Linked DNA regions of Mus musculus: regions 1 and 2 are each linked to region 3. Evidence: chromatin contacts called from public Hi-C data. All regions are on one chromosome and are shown on one strand. The core of a region is the stretch at or near the end of the contact, and the rest is flanking DNA. Distances in the headings are between cores, read along the strand shown. Region 1 overlaps Gtdc1 (glycosyltransferase-like domain containing 1). Region 2 has its middle 26 kb from the start of Gm39806. Region 3 has its middle 46 kb from the start of Mir5129.

The links. Hi-C and Micro-C count contacts between places; a contact is called where the count stands out from the background.
Region 1: a Hi-C map of pancreatic cancer cells shows a contact between it and region 3, with 2.8 times the contacts expected there. The contact joins two enhancer-like sites. A contact is called at or near these places in 2 of 484 Hi-C or Micro-C datasets (cerebral cortex and pancreatic cancer cells).
Region 2: a contact with region 3 is called in a Hi-C map of embryonic fibroblasts, with 5 times the contacts expected there. The contact joins two enhancer-like sites. A contact is called at or near these places in 1 of 15 datasets of contacts at CTCF or cohesin (the NIH/3T3 cell line), 2 of 484 Hi-C or Micro-C datasets (embryonic fibroblasts and myocytes), 3 of 115 datasets of contacts at active chromatin or transcription factors (all in embryonic stem cells) and 1 of 9 other capture datasets (embryonic stem cells).

Annotation. Positions count from the first base shown.
Region 1 is chr2:44,640,794-44,643,493 of GRCm38.p6, forward strand. The region is part of intron 5 of Gtdc1 (glycosyltransferase-like domain containing 1); the gene reads right to left. Among named protein-coding and RNA genes, the nearest start is that of Gm52509, 13 kb to the right of the region's middle. Within about 2 kb of position 1,323, at least 8 of the 459 cell types and tissues checked have an H3K27ac peak or open chromatin away from gene starts, as enhancers often do. A contact at or near this core is called in pancreatic cancer cells, where this site is marked.
Region 2 is chr2:44,525,201-44,527,900 of GRCm38.p6, forward strand. No RefSeq gene overlaps it. Among named protein-coding and RNA genes, the nearest start is that of Gm39806, 26 kb to the left of the region's middle. Within about 2 kb of position 1,326, at least 140 of the 459 cell types and tissues checked have an H3K27ac peak or open chromatin away from gene starts, as enhancers often do. A contact at or near this core is called in the NIH/3T3 cell line and embryonic fibroblasts, where this site is marked.
Region 3 is chr2:44,975,749-44,978,448 of GRCm38.p6, forward strand. No RefSeq gene overlaps it. Among named protein-coding and RNA genes, the nearest start is that of Mir5129, 46 kb to the right of the region's middle. Within about 2 kb of position 1,418, at least 87 of the 459 cell types and tissues checked have an H3K27ac peak or open chromatin away from gene starts, as enhancers often do. A contact at or near this core is called in the NIH/3T3 cell line, embryonic fibroblasts and pancreatic cancer cells, where this site is marked.

The sequences.
Region 1 (2,700 bases), core at 73-2,572, 340 kb before region 3:
TTTCATGTTTTCTTTTCTTTTTTTCAGTTTTTGGTTTTTAGTTTTTCGAGACAGGATTTCTCTGTATAGCCCTGGCTGTCCTGGAACTCACTCTGTAGACCAGGCTGGCCTCGAACTCAGAAATCCGCCTGCCTCTGCCTCCCAAGTGCTGGGATAAAAGGCATGCGCCGCCACACCCGGCTCCAAAAATGTTTCTTAAGAAAACAAGTTTAGGAAATGAGGGTTACACAACATTCATCCAGTGAAGGGCTTTTACAGTTGCACAATACCAAATACTATACAAATGTCTATTTATCCTCTCATTTGAGTACCTCTCATATCATAATAAATAAAAACTCTCCCAAACTTAGCACCCTATGTAACAAGAAACCTCCCTAATATGGCATCTTCAGAACTGATAGTTGACCCGGGAAACTCTAAGAAATGCTACTTGAGGCCTGAAGAACCATGGGTGAAAAGCATGGGGCAGGCAGATGGGTGATAACTGTTCTATACTAGTGATGGTGGGAGGGATGTGAAGAGGCATGCCCTTGGGAAAATGATGACTTCAAAGGAGAAACTCTACATGGGTCTGTGTTAGTAGACAATATTAGTAGGGAATATGAAAGAAAGCATAAGACTCATGCAAAGGTGACAGAAGAAGACATGGTTCAGAAAATACAGATGACATAAAAATCAAGCACGGTCACGTAAGTGGTTTCTGTGGATTCTTGAATTGAAACCAACTTAGGGAGAAAGTAAAGAGGAATAAGAAATAAGTAACTTCTAAAACTAACCAGTAAGACACAAACAGACCATACAGTAATCTAAGCCTTTGGGTAATTTACAAAAGACTAAACCAAACCAAACAACAACAACAAAAACAACAACAACAACAAAATAAAACCAAAACCCTATTCACTGTTGCCCAACAATGTGTTAGAAATTAATTACAAATTAACATTTTTAGAATTTACTCACATAAGCAAATAGCAAAGATAATTAAAAGATCATGCTCACCCACATGTCTCCAATACATCAATTATATGGTAAGCAGATTTATATACTTTCTAATGTATCTATAAAGTATAAAAGCAAACCTCTTGACACAGAATTTGATTGTATACACATTCTCTCTTTACCTCCTGCAATGCTATCTTTACTAAATAGAAGAATCACAAGCAAAAAGAAATGCATGCTAATTATAACTGTATGTTTATAAGCCACAGCATTAAGGAGAGAGTCCTATTCTTGGTTGATTGGTTGGCTGTGGTATAGAGGCATGCTCTATTTCACTGGTGATGACTAAGGGCAAATATTAGTAAAATAGGTGGCACATGTCCATGAAAGTTGTTTGAACAGAGTCTAGTCACAGATGAGCCAGTCATAATCTCACACACCCAGCACAAGTGCTTTGAAGAATGAGACACCAAATAGCACTACAATGGCTGAGACTGCTTTTTCTTTCTTTCTTTTTGTTTGTTTGTTTGTTTTAATAGATAGAATTTGGTATCAGAGTCAACATTTGTCTTCTGTGGTGTAAGCATTCAAAGGTGACATGAAATACTGACAGCAATCTTGAGAGAGAGTATCTTCCTTGGACAGGACAGATTTGTGATAAAAAATAATCATCCATAAAAATTAGTTTCAGTTAAAATTAACAAGAAGATATCATCTAACTATTCATAGGCCCAAGAAATGCATGTTGAAACTGAAATAAGATTTGTGACCACCAGACAGGCCTTATTAGCTGTGTCTGGTGCTAGAGATGAGACAAACTTAGTAAAGACAGAGAAAGAGACTCCTCTCCTACTGTGAAGGCTGGTTTCCTGATTCCTTCCCTTTAAGTGGCTCCGATATAAGGCTGTCCTAAGGAAACAATGGTTTTGTTCCTACGAGCCTATTCCTACTTGTTTTTATTTTCCACCATGATTTGTAAGAGTAATTTCTACAAATCTCCACTTTGGGGGTAACTTTTCTTTCACCATTTGTTTATATGGACTCTCTTAGAGCAGTGTATATATATATGACTAGTATTATTTATCTTAAATGGTTATGTCTCGAATTCCCATTCTCTCTTAGTTTCAAAGTGTTTTAGATTATATACTTTGCTAATTTAACTGCCTACTTGTATGAGCAATTCACTTACCCAATTTTATAAAACTCCTTTAGGATATAGTCTTCACACAGAAATTCAAAGTCCTTATGAATGTCTGACAATATGAAATCTACCTTGCATCTTTGCCAACATGAATGACTTATTTCTACTGCCCTGACAAAGAAGCTCTCTAAGGTAACTAAATTCTAGCTTATACAAGGTTTCCTCTAGTAATTCAATAGTTAGGAAAATCCCTAGGTAAACTTCCCACGATAGAATTCCCTCTCTCAGTGGAAGCAGACTTTCTTAAGTCATACTTCTTTTTCCTTCTTTTCCCCTAGTTTCCTACCGGCACTATGGGCCTTTGTGCAGTCTTCTGGTCACTTTGCTCTTTTGCTCTTTGACACCTTATCTAATGCTGGGATTATTCCTTTTTTTTTTCTTTTTTTTTTTTTTTTTTTTTTTTTGGTTTTTCAAGACAGGGTTTCTCTGTGCAGCCCTGGCTGTCCTGGAACTCACTTTGTAGACCAGGCTGGCCTCGAACTCAGAAATCTTCCTGCCTCTGCCTCCCGAGTGCTGGGATTAGAGGCGTGTGCCACCACGCCCTGCTGCTGGGATTATTC
Region 2 (2,700 bases), core at 76-2,575, 450 kb before region 3:
GGGCCCCATGTCTCTTTCCATCTCCAGGAATTTTCTTTGCCAGCCACTTGGAGCAATCTTCCCTTGGTCCTGAGGTCACAGGGTTCCCCCTCCTTTAAAAGTAAAGGGTTCTCTGGCCAGGTCAGAATGCCTCTTTGTTTCTCCTCATTACTGGAGGATAAAGAGCCCTGCCCCACGAGGCCTGTGGTAAAAGGCACTTCTTTAACGGCCAGCAGCATTGAAATGCAAACTTCCACTACTTTGACCAAATAACTCTCATTGACCACTTGCGGAGCATTAAGGTAAACCCTTTACAATGGATCAATCCCAGCAACCACCTTTTCAGCCAGGTCTTCAACTGTTAAAAAGTCTCTTTGTTACTTACCACCTTAGACAAATGTCACCATCTACATGTGAAGCGGAGAGGGGTGATTGAGGCTTTTAATTGATGTGGATTTAATTATGCTAATTTAGACAGCTGTAAAGCATCTCAGAATAGCAGCATAACAGGGCAAACAAATACAGGTGCCCTTCACTGCAGGGGCTTAATTTTTAACCTAGGCACTTGAAAGGAGGAAGAGAACTCAAAAGGCCGAGACTCCCACTCCCTCACTGAAATATTTAGCAGGCTAAGTAGTCATTCTTTAACCCTTGGTCTTATTTAAAAGCCTCAAACCCATCTTTGATTAGAATAGAAAAAGTTTAAACAATGGCTCTATCCAGAATTATTCAAGACAACAGCAAAATAGAATTGGGAAATTTCAAATGACCTTTATTTCTTTCTCAAAAATATCACAAAATGGGAATGATTTTTTTCTGATGTAGTAAAATCTGTACAGAGCATTTTCTTAAGAAGGACAAGATCCTGATTTTTTTAAAACTTTTAAAAAATGTTTTAGAATACCTATCTGCCCCCCCCCTTTTTTTTTTACCTCACTGTTGGCAAATGGCAGACAGTCACCTTCGCTGGTTCAAAGTCACAATCCTTAGCTCTCTGCACTTCTGTCTCCTGCCAGTGCTCTCTGTTGAGTAAAATGGAAACTATAAATTGGTTGGGGGCTTAATAAGAAAGAGAAGGAGTCTTGAGCATGCCACACAGGCAGAAGAGCCCCTGGCCTCTTGGTTAGCTGCTCTGGAGGGAGGCTCCCTCCCTAAGGCCAGGCCATACCAGGCCAGGTCTTGTGAAAGAAAATGAAGAAAGAAATCTGAAGGGCTTTTATGGCTGTTTTGTGGCTTGCCTGGGTCTAAAAAAAAAAAAAACGCCTCAGTTCCTCACATCTGGAGTCCCCACTCTTCCAGGCCCAGGATGTCACCACAGACACAGCAGCAGGCTGGACAAAGGGTTTTTCAATGAGTCATCTTCCTTTCTCCCAGCCGGGCCCTGCTCACCCTGGTCAGCCTTCTCTTCTGTGTCTCCCTTTGTTCGGTAGTAATCAGCTGTGTAATTAGCTGGAGAAGAAAGGGCCCAAGGAGAAGACAGACTTCTCTGTTCCACCCAGAGGGACAGCATGGCCTGCCTAGTCCTTCCCAGCACACATAATTTGGGGTGTGATTTCATTTCGAGCTTTTACTAATCCTTCTGTCTTCAATGATTTATTTAAGTTCTCTGATTTCACTGACTAAATGGAAGAATCACTTGTAGCTGACAGAGCAGTGGAGCCTGTCCAGCAGGTACAGTGGAGAGCCCCTTGAACACAGGCTGCATATCCCAGAATTCTTTGGACATCCTTATCATATATTTTTGTTTTATTAACTTTTAAAAATTCCTTCCTTCTGTCAATTTGTTATTTGTTTGTTATTTGACACCTCCCCCATCTCTTGTTGCTTCCCACAGATTCTTTTAACGTCTTTTCATCTTTTTTCATAAACTTTTGTTGCTTTTTTGTTTGTTTTTGAGACTGGGTCTCTCACTACATTGCTCTGGCTATCTTATGTAAACAAGGCCTGGCTTCATCTTTTTCCTTTTCGAGGGTCATACTGGGAATAGAGAAGAAGAAGAAGGAGAAGGAGAAGAAGAAGACGACAACTCTACCTATATATATCCTATAAAACATATTCACTAGTCTTCTGAGTGCCCATGGTAGTGAATAGCTCTAATCTCAATATGAGGCAAATGATCAGAGTTAAGCCAGCCTGGTCTTCGTACTGAGTTCCAGGTTAGCCAGGGACTACAAGGTAAGACTGCTCCCCATCCCCCAAATATGATTTAGATAAAATTCTGGCATTGTTTACGTAAAGAAATTCAAAGTAGTGTAAGCATATAACTTTACATAAGTTATTTATCCTTAATATGAAATCAATGCCAACATGGAGGGACGGAGCTTTACCTCAGCAGTATGTATGCGCTTAGTATGTTTGAAGGCCTGGGTCTAATCCACAGTACCACAAAAAAACACATGTATAAAGATTTTAGTGTGGGTTGGCTGCAGGTGTGATCCCAGCAGTGACAGGATTCCATTCTTAAAATCTCAGCAATGGTTGTGGCCTTTTGATATCTCAGAGGAGCTAAGTCATAAAAACACCACCAACGCATTGCTTCTCTTTTTCTGCTAACGTGAAACCTGAGCTCATACAAATTATTCCCTCTCTCATGATGTGAAAACTCTTCTCCTTGTATAACAACAACAAAATAATAATACATAGCCGAGAATTTAAAAAGTTATTTAAAAGGAATGACAGTCTCTCAAAAAATAGAAGAACTGACAACTGACAAAGTAACTT
Region 3 (2,700 bases), core at 168-2,667:
CAATCTCTATTAGTCATTTCAGTGAGCACTCATTTATTTTGTATTAGTATACGTAGGTTTAAGAAGGTTTAGGGTGAATGAGTGAGCACGTGTATCACGTTCCTGAGCCAATTCTTGCCTTCTATCTTCCAGGGACAGTAACTCTCTTGTGTTGGCCTCCCTCTTCATCCCTTAAGGCTCAGCGAGTCAGTCCAGATTGTGTTGGCCAATTCCTCCTATGCCTGCCCCAGAGTTTGTTCAGTATACCAGGTATTACATTGAAGAAAGCTGGCTTTCCTTCTCTTGGTAGCAATAGAAGTCCCTTCCCAGGTGAGGAGTCATGTCTTTTAAAAAAAATCTAGATTCCACATATGAAAGAAAGTGTAATATTTGTCCTTCTAAGTCTGGCTTATTTTACTTAACATGATGACTGCTAGTCCCACATATTTCTCTACAAAGGACATAATTTTGTTCTTCTTTAAGTCTGATAATAGTCCATATATGTGCACACACACACACACACACACACAAAATGTATGTTATAATTTATTAACCATATCCTTGTGATGTTAGCTCACAAGAGTGGGTACACAGAGAACGTATTTTATTCTGAAGGGACTTAGAGGCTTAGGAAGTTTAGAAGCAACAGATAGAAACAAAACCAACAAGAGCTGAAAAGAATTTGGGGCCCACGGGATGCTTTAGCAAGTGCTAAGCCACGAGCATCAGTAAGGATGTCATAGGTTTTATAGAGGGAAGGGGTGGAATACAGCAATTCCCGTTTGAATGTACTAAGCTGTTTTGAGAGCCTCGGGCTGTGACTCTCAGAGTTCCTATAGGCAGGCAGGCCTGTGCCTCAGAGGAAGTCTGACTTGGTTGGTACATATTGAGCCTCTGTTACACAAGCAGGAATTAAAGCAGTGAGTGTTGAAAGAGACACTGAAGCAGGGGGACGGGAATGAGGAGAGCAGAGATCCCCAGGGGGCTCTGGGAAATGCTACCATTTAAGGGTTGAGTGAAAAAACAAATCTTGGTCAGTGTGTAGGAGGGAAACCAAGAGGAATGTGGTTAGAGATTTAAGAGTACTTTTAAAGAGGAAGTCATCGAGGGGATTAAAAGCTGTCTGTTCTATGTGTAAAGATGCTCTATGATTTTCAAAACAAATTAAATACATTAGGTGGGACTGTTATTGCTAGAAACATGTAATAATGCGCTAATGGCATATAAAAAATACCACAGTGTTTAGACCAAAAAGCACATTAAACCTGGCTTTCAAGATGATATATTATCCTCTAGAAATAAAACATGAAGGACCGCACCCCGCCTCTCTGTGAAGGAGACGTGGATTGAGTTTGTTTTTCTAGCCAAGAGATGACATGTTCAGAGAACTGAGCCCTCTCTTTCACACCTACACCTTTTGTGGTCTGCTCATGGGTGGGTTGGCAGTGGCAGGCTGGAGTAATGGGGCAGAACAGAGCTCCCAGACCCCTGAGAACTCCTTGCAGTACCTGGTCTCACTGGCTGCAAGAGCAATATATTAACAACACGCACAGTTGACTCACTCCCGGCATGCCTCACCCACAGAACTCCCCAGAGTCTCCCCAAGTCTCAGTGACTTAAGTATGTTGCAGGAATTATTAGCCAATTTCAAGGAGACATGGATTTGGAGAAGGTTCAGATCATACCAGAGTGATGAATCTAAAGAGAGGACATAGCTCCCTTATTTCTATGACCACACTCTAGTTGGAGAAAATAAAGAAGGATTTTTAGATGACACCCACTTCCTCCCACCCCACCCCCACCACACACACACACACACACACACACACATGATTTTTAAGTCTTTAATTAAGATTTTAAAATGCTATTGTTCTCCTTTGATATTTCTACCTGAAGCAAGGTCTTGGTTCCCATACCCCATGGTTTCCTTTGTTTTCCGGGGCTTCCATTATCTTGGTCTGCCCTCTGACATGATTTCCCAATTCATGCTACTTGTTCTTATTCCCCTCTCCCACTGACACAAGCCACAGACCTGTAACTGGACTATCTGACTCACTCTGTGCTCCTCGTGCTAAGGGACACCATGTGGGACAAGAGACAGGAAAGCTCTCTGTAGGAGATCAGTCAGAAACTCCTGCACCTCAGTGCTCTTTTCAGCAAGAACTTAACTATCCTAACTAAAAAGTCTACCTTGTAGGGGGAAAAAAAAGATATTTTGGGGGAAAAATGAGCAGGCAGTTTGTCTTTATCCTTATGGTTTGTATTTCAAAACTGGAAAGGACATTCCTGCTCTTGTTTGTTTTATTAAAGGCGCAGTCACCTGGAGAATGCTTACGTTGGACATTCCCTGTAGTGGATGGTCAGGCCTTGCCATTGCTGGTTTGGGGAGTGCAGCGGCTTCTGAGTACTCAGTAACAAAGAGCTGTAAAGCTGGGTAGCTGAAAACAACTCAGACATCATCTTTTGCAATTCTGGAGGCTACAAACACAAATTCCCGGAATTGTTTCCGTCTAGTAACCTAAAGGAGAATGTGTTTGTTTCTGTCTCCTTGCTGCTGGGGACAGCTGGCAATCATTGTGCTCTTTGCTTTGGAGACATATCTTTATAGTTTCTGCCACTGTCTTGTCAAAGCCTCCTTGTGTAAGTGTGTCATATTGCATTAGTGCACTACAGTAGCCTCGGCTTATCTTGACTACATCTGCAAAGACCTGTTTCCTAGTA